2 separate regions of the Macaca mulatta genome follow, and region 1 is linked to region 2. Evidence: chromatin contacts called from public Hi-C data. All regions are on one chromosome and are shown on one strand. The core of a region is the stretch at or near the end of the contact, and the rest is flanking DNA. Distances in the headings are between cores, read along the strand shown.

The links. Hi-C and Micro-C count contacts between places; a contact is called where the count stands out from the background.
Region 1: a Hi-C map of liver shows a contact between it and region 2, with 2.4 times the contacts expected there. The contact joins the promoter of TMEM186 here to the promoter of ABAT in region 2. A contact is called at or near these places in 5 of 14 Hi-C or Micro-C datasets (blood, cortical neurons, fetal cortex germinal zone and 2 more).

What each region holds. Positions count from the first base shown.
Region 1 is chr20:10,022,546-10,028,866 of T2T-MMU8v2.0, reverse strand. TMEM186 (transmembrane protein 186) reads left to right here and starts at 4,607. Exons shown (of 2, transcript XM_001103641.5): 1 at 4,607-4,634; 2 at 5,661-6,321. The coding sequence starts at 4,632. The coding sequence ends at 6,299. It overlaps PMM2 (phosphomannomutase 2), which reads right to left and starts at 4,415. Exons shown (of 8, transcript NM_001257433.1): 1 at 4,298-4,415; 2 at 64-175. The coding sequence starts at 4,363.
Region 2 is chr20:9,904,918-9,911,059 of T2T-MMU8v2.0, reverse strand. It overlaps ABAT (4-aminobutyrate aminotransferase), which reads right to left and starts at 4,892. Exons shown (of 17, transcript XM_077984771.1): 1 at 4,798-4,892.

The DNA of each region.
Region 1 (6,321 bases), core at 3,358-5,857, 120 kb before region 2:
GGCAATAATATCCTCATAAGAAGTTAATCTTTTACTAGATGTAATTAGCAACCTCTCATTTACCATCATTTCCCAGTTGCTCCTGCACTTTCTCAAAGTCCGAACCGCCTACCACTCCGATTTTGATCTTCTGCCTCAATTTTTGCAGGAAGTCATCCATTTCTTTGGTAATTTTCTAAATTTCAAGAAGGAAAATACAACACTCATAAGCCAAAAAATAATCAGGAGACTAAAACTCTAAGGGTAACACAAGTACACAAATCTTATTTTCTTGTTTAAAAATTAAAGAAAAAAATTGTTTTTGACATAGGGTCTCACTTGTCACCCAAGCTGGAGTGCAGTGGCATGGTCATAGCTCACCGCAGCCTCGACCTCGACCAGGGCTCTGGTTATCCTCCTACCTCAGCCTCCTGAGTAGATGGAACCACAGTTATGCGCCAGCACACCTGGCTAATTTTTTTATATTCTGTAGAGACGAAGTTTTGAGGCCAGTCTGGAACTCCTGGGTTCAGGAGATCCACCAGCCTTGGTCTCCTAAAGTGCTGACATTACAGGCATAAGCCAGGCCTATAAGCCTTATTTTCATACATGCCAATTAAGTTACCAGCTCTCTACACAGTTCAAATATTTTAGTTGTAATTGGGAGGGAGGCATCTTTACCAGAATAAACTTAAGTGTTATTTTTACCACATTTTAAACACAGGTAATATGTTAGTAGCTGTTGTGCACTGTGCTAGCTAATTTTTTACGCATTTATATACCCATCTATGGGCACATATACAAATAGGTCTTATTTTTGAAACATAAATGGAATCATTCTATGTCCTTTGCAGCAACTTCGCTTTCTCAGCAACTTCGCTTTTTCAGCATGATGTATTCCTTTTAAATGCTACACTATACTCCATCTATGGATTTAAGTTGTTGATTTTAAAACAAAATAACATAATGAAATTAAAGAGGAAGCTCAGGGCCAGGCATGGCGGCTCACGCCTGTAATCCCAGCACTTTGGGAGACCGAGGCCGGTGGATCACCTGAGGTCAGAGTTCGAGACCAGCCTGGCCCACATGGCGAAACCCCATCTCTACTAAAAATACAAAAATTAGCCGGGTGTGGTGGCACGCGCCTGTAGTCCCAGGTACTCGGGAGGTTGATGCAGGAGAATCACTTGAACCTGGCAGGCGCAGGCTGCAGTGAGCCGAGATCGTGCCCCTGCACTCCAGCCTGGGTGATAGAGCGAGACTTCGTCTTGATAAATAAATAAATAAATAAATAAATAAATAGGAGAAGCTTAGAACTGATTTATTGCAATTACTCAAAACAAAAAAAATTGGAAAAGAGTAAGATGACTAGATTTTTTAGTCTCTTCTAAAAGCAAAGCTCCTATCTAGAAAGAGTGGTCTTAGTGGTATGACTTTATGGTAAATTCCAAACTGTGTGATAATTTTTAAAAAGTTATAAACTAAGATGAAAAACAGCCCTACATCAAGACACATCACAATGTATTTTTACAAGTCTTATAACTCAGTACTTTGAGCAATCTTAGTTGAACATTTACACTGAATGTCTATTTTTTTTTTGTGACACGAAGTTGCGCTCTGTCGCCCAGGCTGGAGTGCAGTGGTGTGGTCTTGGCTCACTGCAACCTCCATTTCCTGGGTTCAAGCGATTCTCCTGTCTCAGTCTCCCAGGTAACCAGGACTACAGGCGCCCGCCATCACGCTCAGCTAATTTTTTGTATTTTTATTAGAGACAGGGTTTCACCATGTTGGCCAGGCTGGTCTCGAACTCCTGACCTCAAGTGATCCGCCCGCCTCAGCCTCCCAAAGTGCTGGGATTATAGGCGTTAGCTACCGCGCCCGGCTGAATGTCTTTTTTTTGAGACAGAGTCTCGCTGTGTCTCCCAGGCTGGAGTGCAGTGTCGCCATCTCCACTCACTGCAAGCTCCGCCCCCCGGTTTCACGTCATTCTCCTGCCTCAGCATCCCGTGTAGCTGGGACTACAGGCTAATTTTTTGTATTTTTAGTAGAGACGGGGTTTCACAGCATGAGCCAGGATGGTCTCGATCTCCTGACCTCGTGATCCGCCCGCGGCCTTCCAAAGTGCTGGGATTACAGGCGTGAGCCACCGCGCCTGGCCCTGAATATCTTTTTTAAAAAGTTACTAGAAATTTAGAAAATACAAAAAACCATTTAATTCACCGTCAGTATATAAACACTTGGAGTTCAATGATTTTTCTTTAAAAAATTTTTTTAGAGTAACACATGAATCTGATTAAAATAAAACTGCATAGAAGGGCTTGTAATAGAGTGCAATCTTTTCTACTCTCACAGTGGAATTTGAACCTATTAGACAAAATCTAGAACTGCAGGAGTGGCCCTTAAGAGTCAGAACGCAGTGGCTCATGCCTGTAATCCCGGAACTTTGGGAGGCTGAGGCAGGTGGATCACAAAGTCCGGAGATGGAGACCATCCTGGCCAACATGGTGAAACCCTGTCTCTACTGAAAATACAAAAATTAGCCAGGCGTGGTGGCGGGCGCCTTAAGTCCCAGCTACTCAGGTGCCTGAGGCAGGAGAATCGCTTGAACCTGGGAGGCGGAGGTTGCAGTGAACTGAGATTGCACCACTACACTCTAGCCTGGCGACAGAGTGAGACTCTGTCTCAAAAAAAAAAAAAAAAAAAAGAAGAGTCAGAACTGTGAAAATCAGATCAGAAGCACTTTCCTGAATGGCATACCTAGTAACTAGGACAGCTTCCACCTTAGCACAGATAGGAAATGGCAAACTTGACAGGAACCAATGTCCTGAGGCTCAGGGGCTTGTACCAGGTCGGCTGTGTGAAACTGAGGAGGTTAGTTCTTCACTGAGTGTGTTTCCTTATGTTTAAAAAGGTAATAACAACTATCCTACCTGGAAAGAAAGATGAAGGAAGGTTGAGAGGGTCCAGCGAAATCATGAAAAAGGGTTGGCAATGTAAACCCTAGACCGCTATGGCCCACAGACCACACTGGGCAGCTGTTTGTTTCTGTAACAAATAAATACAGTTTTACCGGTACACAGCCACTCTGTGTTTACATAGGGTTTATGGCTGGTTTTGTACTAAAGTTCAGTGGCTACTATAGACCATATGGTCTGCAAAGACAAAAGTATATGCTATATGGCCCTTTACAAAAAATGAATTGGGGACCGGAGTATTAGACCACTATGGGCTTTTAACAACCCCAAGTGTGTGATAGCTGAATTTCAGAATCAGAAAAAGCCTTTGAAGAACTTGGGAGTTGAGTGTCATCACTAGGTAGATCAAACCTGTGGCTGACAAGGGCAAAATGATACGTCTAAGGTCACACGCATTTCACGTGGCTTTCTGGAGCACACCATTGTTACCACCAAGCGAAGACTACGAGGGGTGAGGATATTAGTTGAGGATAGTGAGACCATTGGGGTCCACTCTCAAGTTGAAATGGCCGGTTGTCAGTGGCCAATTTCTGAAAAGGGGACAGGAAAGCCTCATCTCAAGGCTGATAGTGACTGAAACTTATCTGTGCCTGTAGCAGCAAAATCTGGAAGTGGAAAGCAAGTTTCGAAAGGCCCAAAGAGGCTCTCAGCGGGCAGCCTGTAATAACCTAGGGCTCCTCCATCTTCCTAGTCCACTGCAGGGGCTGGAGATGGGTGTGGTGGAGGTGGTTACTATTTACTGAGGCCTAGTGTGCTGTGTGCAACATACTTTCAAGAACTTACACAATCTCATTTGATCCTCACAGTCACCATATGGAACACGTAATATCCCCATTTAAAGCTGTAGATGCTGAGGCTCAGAAAGGTTAATGACTTGCTCAAGGTCACACAGCTGTGAAGAGGTGAAGATGAGACTCCACTAGGTCGATTTCACCTGGAAACCTGTTTTTAATATAATGACTCACGGCACAGCCCATTGGTTACAGGATTGAGGCCGGCAAACAGCTGATAAGGGGCACACAGCTGATGTCGGGTTCAAATCCTGGTCCATCGGTCCCGAGGACTAGCGGTGAGTCCAGATTGCATTTTCCAACCAAGCATAAGTTTCCTTCTCTTAAGAGTTCTTCAGCCCCGTCTCATCTTTCCAAGCATCAGAGCTCTTGAAGAGCTGGTTAGGGCCTCCCTCTCATCCCTCCAGGGCACCTAGAATAGGGTCCAGCCCCCGTGAGGACGCAGGCGGTCCTTAGCCAGCCCTTGGCGCCGACCCTGGGTAGTCGATAGCTCCAACTGGGAACAGCACGGACTCTGAGTCGGCTGCCACCAGCCCGCCGGGCGCCACTTACCTGCCGCGGGGCGGTGAGGGTCCCATCCACGTCGAAGAGGCAGAGCGCTGGGCCAGGAGCTGCCATGTCCCCAGCGTCTAACCGCACCTCGCAAGACTCATTGGCATCAGGAACTCGGCCCGGAACTTCCGAGTTCGGCCCCCGAGCCGCAGGGCACGTCGGGAAGAGGAGGAGACTCCGTTCCCACAACGCCTGGGACTAGCGCCAGCCACGATTCCTGGACCGCAAATCCCAGGGTGCAACGCGGATCACGCCCGCCTTGTACATTCGAGCATGCGCTCTTAGAGGTTCCGGGGGCCGGTGGGACTTACTTCCGGCAGCAGGCTGTGGAGCCATGGTAAGGAGGCTGGTGGCGATCCTTGAGGGGGTGATGCTCTTTGGGGGTCGGTCGGGGTCAGAGCTGGGGCAGGCAGGCACGACGCCTGAGTTTCGGACCTGAAGAATCCGTGGGAGGAAGCTCTGGCGTGGGTTACCATTCGCCATTCCCGGGCTTTCTCTGCCCTCCTTGCGTCACGTGCTCACAGTAGTAATAGCTAAAACTCGCCGAGCTCTCACAGCGCATCAGGTACTAAGTTGAGGGCTTTGAAACCATCTTCTCGTTCACTGTGTTCTGAGTCCCCATTTTGAAAGCCGAAGAAACCGAAGCTCAGGGGTGTGGAGTGATTTGCTCAAGAATCCACAGGTAGTGACTGATGGAGCCAGAATTGGAACCAGAGCTTTTACTGCTTCACTACCCACCTAATAATATGTTTGTGCTACGTGTAGGGGCCTCCCTGCCTCGCTCCTCCTCCTCCTCGTTGTTTCCCCTTCCCCTGACTAGGTTAAGGGAAAGCAGCAGTTCCCTCCAGCACCCAAGATAACGTAAACAGAATTAGAAAGTTTGTTGGGATAACTATCTCACAGATTTGTTGCTTGAGTTCCCCACTAAGACATTGATTATTCAGTTTCCTGCTTGGGGAAATGTTCACACCCCCTTGTGGATCCATTGTCCAGCCCAGAGTTGGGACTCCCTAGATATGTTTTGAATTATTGATGGCCGCACCTCCTTTCTTGTATTTCTTTGGAATTGCCTGATGGAAGGAGGACTCTGCTGCACTCACTGACTGTGTGTTCTTTGGTAAATATCTTACCCTCTCTGGGCTTAGTTTCCCTAGTGGTAAAGTGGAAATAGTGATAACTATCTTAGATAGCTGTTGTGATGCCCACATGAGATAACATCTGGCTTTACCCTTCCCTCCTCTGGCAATAATGGTGACCTTGCAGGATTGGCAGAAGCCTTGGAGTATGGTGCTTTGCAGATGTTCACCGTGTGATTAATGTGGTTGAATTCCATGAGAGAAATCGTCTACTGTCTCCCTTTCAGGCTGCCCTTCTCCGAGTTGTGCCTAGATTTCGGGGAAAAGCTGCGTGGGAAAGGCCTCTCCATGGGTTGTGGTGCTGCAGTGGGCAGGAGGATCCTAAGAGGTGGGTGGGGAGCAGGTCACCCACCTCGAAGGAGAAACCACCAAACCAAGAGACTGAGAAATTCTGGATGTTTTACCGTTTTGATGCCATCAGAATCTTTGGGTTCCTGTCTCGACTGAAGTTGGCACAGACTGCCCTGACAGTGGTAGTTTTGCCACCAGCCTGTTACTGGTATTCCCAGGGCCTCCTGACTCTCAACACCGTGTGCCTGATGAGTGGGATATCGGGCTTTGCCCTGACCATGCTGTGCTGGATGAGCTATTTCTTTCGGAGACTGGTTGGTATCCTGTATCTGAATGAGTCTGGCACCATGCTGCGGGTGGCCCATCTGAGCTTCTGGGGCTGGCGGCAGGACACATACTGTCCCCTGGCAGATGTGATTCCCCTGACAGAAACCAAGGACCAGCCTCAGGAGATGTTCATGCGTATCCAGCGGTACAGCGGGAAACAGACCTTCTACGTCACCCTGCGCTATGGACACATCCTGGACAGAGAGCGTTTCACGCAGGTGTTTGGGAGACATCAGATGTTCAAGTAAACAACTGGGGCCTGGACCTCTG
Region 2 (6,142 bases), core at 3,643-6,142:
TTAAAGATAGAGAAATGAGACACTGAGAGTTAAAGTGGCTGGCCTGAGGTCATCACGTGGGTGAAAGCTGGATTCAGGTGAGGTCAGTCTGATACCAGGATCCCTCTAGGTGCTCAGAAAAGGAATTCTCCCATGGTAAGGAAGGAGGCCTGGCCTGCTGAGATGAGCCTCAGATTCCTGTCTCTTGGCCCCAAAAACTATTGGCAAACTCAAAGCTAAATTTCACCACTGGCAACTTCTGGTGTGACCAGGTCTCTCAACTTCTGTGGGTTGTGCTCTACTCATTTTAATTTTTATTTTGTGATTAATTATTTAGAGTCTCCCTTTGTTGCCCAGGCTGGAGTGCAGTGGCTCGGTCACAACTCACTGCAGCCTCAAACTCCTGGGCTCAAGTGATTCTCCTGCCTCAGCCTCCCAAAGTGCTGGGATCACAAATGTGAGCCAAGGTGGCCAGCTCACTTTGCTCATTTTTAATGCATGGGAAGCGGGTGGAGATTTATTTTCTTCTTCTTCCCCCATGAATATGTTCTCATACATATATACTACCTAGGTCCTTTTAATTCTCCACTTCCCTAACTATCTATGTTCATGCATATTTACTTTAAAAAAAAAATAGGATCATACTGGCTATATTGATTCTGTGACTTTATCTTTTTCATTAAATCATATGCCTCAGGAACCTTTCCAGGTCAGGAATGTGGATCCACCTCATTCTTCTAAAGACTGCTCATTCTCCCACATGAATGCATATGCTGTAACCCATTCCTATACTGGTGCAGTATTCCTATGCAGGCTCTGCCATAGACATTTTTATGTTATGTCAGTGCAAGTGTGAGCATTTCTATGCGAGATTTTTCAAAGTGGGATTGCTGGACCGAAGGGCATGCCATTGAAGTTTCGAAAGACCCTGATAACTAATCTGAACAGGTCCCAGAACTCAGTTGTTTCTCAAACAATTTCTGGCATGGATGTTTCTTTGATCCTTGGTGGAGAAGCGGGTGACGGTCTTAGGCAAGTCTTTTAACCTCTGGGAGGCTTAGTTTGCTTATCTGTAGAGTGAGAAACAGTGTCATAGACACAAGAGTGCTTTGGAGATGATAAGGTCCTATGTAGGCTGGACACTGTGGTTTATTCCTGTAACTCACACCTGTAACCCCAGCGCTTTGGGAAGCCAAGGTGGGAGGATCACTTAAGCCTAGGAGTTCGAGACCACCCGACTCTGTCTCTACTGAAAAGGAAGACAAAAACCAAACAAGAAAATCCTGTGTAAATGTGAGAAATTAAAAACTGTTATTAACATTGGAAGGCTCTGCAGCTAGACACATCTCCTTCTCCTCATTACATGGAAACCAAAACAAGGAGTCTGTGCAAGAAAGAAGCTGTTTTTGGTTTTATTTTGTTTTTTATGTTTTTGGAGACAGGGTCTCACTCTGTCACCCAGGCTGGAGTGCAGTGGTGTGATCACGGCTCACTGCAGCTTCGACCTCCCCGGGCTCACGCAATCCCCCCACCTCAGCCTCCTAGGTTGCTAGGACTACAGGGGCATGTCACCTTGCCCAGCTAATTTTTTTTCCTGTACTTTACAGAGATGGGGTTTTGCCATGTTGCCCACGCTGGTCTCAAACTCCTGGGCTCAAGCCTACCACCCGCCTCAGCTAGGAAGCTGTTTTATATTAAGTATTAACTATGTTTAAGGCCATGTATTAGACCAGCAGTTTTCAATAAGGAAGGAAAAGGATGATTCTGCTCCCCAGGGCACATCTGGCAATGTCTACAGACATTTCTGATGGACATGACTCATGGGGTGGGGAGTGTCACTGGCATCTAGTGGGTACGGACCAGAGGTGCTGCTGAATATCCTACAATACACAGGGGGGGTCCCACAACAAAGAATCCTCCGACCCAAATGTCAACAGTGCCCAAGATGAGAACCTGTCATCTAGACCTGTCTCTTTTCTGATGTCCAACTCCAACAAACCTCATTCAAAGATGAGGAACTGAGGCTCACAGACATGAATGACTTGCCTAAGGTTCCACAGACAGACACTACCAGTGACCAACTCTCTGCTCCATCTGGCTTCAGGGTCTGTGGTCCATTCCATATACTACACTGTCACTCTGGGAAGGCATCGCCTAGTCCCCAGGCGCCTTAGCCCTGGCAGATTATCTACAGCAAGGGTTACAAGTTTTGCCTTCAGGCAAAAGCACCTCCCCACTTCATGATTAGAGATTTTATGACTTTGCACGTGTAATCATTGTTTCTGCTCATTTGCTGTGCGCTAAACATTTTATGAGAATTAACTCATTTTACCCCAAGGATATGTCACAGAGAGGTTAAGATCAGACACCAAGTGGCAGATTTGTGCTCCAGACCCAGATAAAAGGTCTCCAGGGACCAACCTCTCCGCCTCTCTACCGTGGTTCCCCTCATGCTTTGAACTTCGCCTTGGCAAAGTTGGGGTACAACAACCAATCCTTTAGCTGGGAACTGGGTGGGGGCAGAAACAGAGAGAGCCCCTACTTCAGACTCTCTCATTTGTAGGGACCCAGTCCCTGCTGCCTAGGGGGACGGTCCTAGAGAATCTGCCAGAATTTCAGCTCTTTTCCCATGCAATGCCCCAGGAGAAAAGACACAGGGCTCTGAATAGAGATGAGACAATGTGCAGGGAACTCAAAGCCAGAGGGCATGGGCAGGGGCTAAGAGGGAGGGGACCTTGGAGGGAAGGGATGTGACATCCTTAGGTCCTGTCCAAAGATCTTGTAGCAAAGCCAGCTAGGCAACTGAGGTTCCTGCAGTAGCCTCCACTCCAGTATCTGATTCTCATTAGCTGCAACTGATCTTATTAGCTCTCCTGGGTCAATTTGGATTTTGGCAAGCCTAGATTTGGCAATGGCCTCAATACAAAGATCACACGGGGAAGCAGGGATGCACCGACACCCAGGAATGCTTTCCCCGAGGCAACCTGCTGGGGAACAGACGTTGAGTTCCAGCTCTGCCCCTTCCTGGCTTCATGACCTTCGCAGAGCCTTGGCGCTTCCTCTGACAAGTGGGGACTTGGGACCCAGCAGTCCCCAAGTCCCCATTGTAAATGTGAGGACTGGGGCTTGTGTCAGGGATCCTAGCACCCTAAGGGTCCTGGAGGGGTTGGGGCCAGTTGTCACCCACAGGCTGGGTGACCTTGAGCAAGTCTCTTCCCCTTTTGTGCCTTTGTGTGTTTAACTGTCAAAGGAAGGGGCCACGTCTTCAATGTAGAAGCCCTTTTAGGTCTTAGGACTCCAGACTGGACCATTTACCTCTCCCTGGGGCTGATCTCTTTGGGCCTCGAGGAAACACATTTCTCTATGACTCCACGCCGCAGCACAGGCTCCAAAGAGCAAGACACGACTCACTGCCTCCCTCTCTTCTACCCCCCAACCTGACCCACCAGAGAAGAGCTCTTCCCACCCCCTCCCCACCCCCAGGTCACCAACATCCTGTCCCTTAGTCTAGCTTCATCAAAGCAGCAAAGCCAACACTGTCTCCTCCCCATTGGATGGGCCCAGTAGCACCCATCTCTCTTGGCTGAATGCCCAGGGAATTCCACCAGGCAATGCCCACAGGAGCTTGAGGGGGTGCACAGGAGTTTAGGGGGAAAATGGGGGTCCTCTTGGAAGAGGGCCAGTAGTCCTCTCAGACTGTAAGAGAGGATGCACTGAACACAGCCCTTTGTGTGTGTGTTGGGGTGGGGGGCGGGGGAGAGGTGTCGGGTGGTCTCTGCTGGTCCTACTGCCTCAGAGGCCATCTCTGCTGTCAGAGTTTGAAGACTCCTGGAAGGGCCTCTAGGCCCCGGATCCCAGTTTCAAGAGCTCCAGTCTTACTAAATCTCACTGAATCCCCCCCTGGTCTTACCTTGGCCAGGGTGGGTGAGGAAAGGTGAGAGGATGTGAAATAGGTGGGGCAGCCAGGTGTGGGAGTGGAGCTGGGGTGAGGTAGAGAAGGATGGGATTGGGAGCAGTGGGAAGATGGCGCAGGGCGTTACTAGGTTGGGGTTTGTGTGAAAGGGCTTGGGAGGAGTGGAGGGAGGTGGATGACTTGGAGGGGTGGCCAGACCTTTGCCCTGCTCCTGAGTATGAAGATCCCTCATTTTACATCTTTACTGGGGAGGACAGGGGAAATCCCCAAAAGCCTTTAATGTGGTGGTATCAGAGGCCACCCTGCCTCTCTGACGGGTAGGGAGGGGTCTCCGGCAGGGCTAAGGGTGAATCATCTATCTCTCCAGAGCTCAGTATCTGGGGTGGGAGGGTGACTTGCAGGTCTCTGCTCCGGGATTTCCTTGTCTTATGATGGGGGGAGAGCTTCCATTTTTCATGGAGGGGGAGGTCACTGTCATTTATGAGCTGAGAAGACTCCCATTATTCCGAAAGAGAGGGGAGAAGCAAGACACCCAAACTTAGTTTTTTAAGGATGGGGAAGGGGAAGGGGCATCAGTCTCCCAAGAGGTGAGGGGGCTCTAGAGACCTGGGGACCACTTTTAGGGGCCACATTCTATTTCAAGGGGTAAGAGGGAGAGGACTTCTGTCTAGAGCTGGAGCCAGGAGGAAGGGCCCATTTCTGAAGGAGAAAGGAAGGTATTTTGCTCTCTGGGTGGTAGGAGTTCCTGTCTTTTTGGGGGAGGGGCCTCGCGCCTTGGGAAGATGCGGGCTCCGTTTCTTAGGAGAAGATGCCCAGGTTTTGCTCCCTGGGGGCAGGGCAGAAGGACCTCCTCTCGGCTCTCCTCGGAAGGGCCCGTCCCAAGCCACCCGGCGCCTCGCGCTCACCTCCAGGCCCCGGCTCCGTTCCGCGGAATCCGAACCGCCGGGTTCCGACTTGCGGGATGCGCGCCCCGAGTTCCGGCCGCGCTGTGTGTCTGCTCGGCTTCCCCCAGCGACTCGCTGGACTCCCTGGCTCCGCCGAGCGTCCTGGCCAATCAGCGCCGCCAGCCCCGGCCCTCGCTCTCGCCGCAGCCAATGGTTGCGCCCGCCACGGGCCACCGCCCCCGGGAGGGAGGGGCAGGCGGGGCGGGGGCAGAGTCCAGCCTCCGGGGGCGGGGGAGACGAGGGCTGGGGCGGGACCGACCCGGGGGCTGGGAAGAGGGACCGCGAGGGCTGGGAGGAAGTGCTGGAGCTGGGGAGGAGACGGCTGAGTATCCCCGTCAAGTTGTGGGGACACTGGACCCTCTGGGGGGCAACTCCATAGGTTGATTTGACCTGGATCTTAATGGGCCTTTTACACCCTCAGGGCTGCAGGCTAGTGTAGCTCCACCTCCACTCGCGTCTCGGATCCGGTCTCTGGAGCTCTAGAGTCAGAATCAGAAGGGTTCCCTTTGCGGAGGAGGGAAGGAGCATCCCGCCCTCCCCACCTCAACCCCCATCTCGGCCCTCAGGGCCCTGCCAGCCCTTCTTGCTCCCAGCGACTTTCCTCCGCCGGGCCCCAGCACTCCGGAAGACAAACAGGGCACTGGGAGTCAGAGGGGGTTCCTTCTGCATGACCTGGAGCCGGTCACTGCGCCTCCTGATTCTCACTTTCCTGAAATTGGGACAACAGAGACTGTACCTCCTTCGTGGGTATAAACGAGACCCTAGATGTGATGAAGGTCCCTTTCTACCATTGTATAAAATGCTGTGTGGAAGCTAGGTAATACTCAGCTGTGACGGACAGATAGCCCCCACAGCTTTCTAGAGGTATTTGGAAAGAGGATGCAATCTTTCAGTGACAAAATCAAAGACACAAAGAACTGCTCATCAAGACCACAGGCGATGACCAAGTGCTCATAATGAATGAATGGATGGATGGAGATTACAGACCTTAAAAGGCAGAGAAAGAGTTCAGCTTGGTTCTCTCCACTCAGCCTGATCACTGATCACTTGGTATCCAAGATGTTACAAAAAAAAAAAAAAAAAAAAAGGAAAAAATAAGTAAAAAAGGAAAAGAGAAAAATAAATTTCAATTTTTTAAAAAAGCAATGACTAGTCAACCGAATAACTGTATTTTAACTGTATCTATTTATTTATTTTTTTAGAGACGGAGTCTTGCTCTGTCACCCGGGCTGGAGTGCAGTGGCGCGATCTCAGCTCGCTGCAACCTCCGCCTCCCAGGTTCAAGTGATTCTCCTGCCTAAGCCTC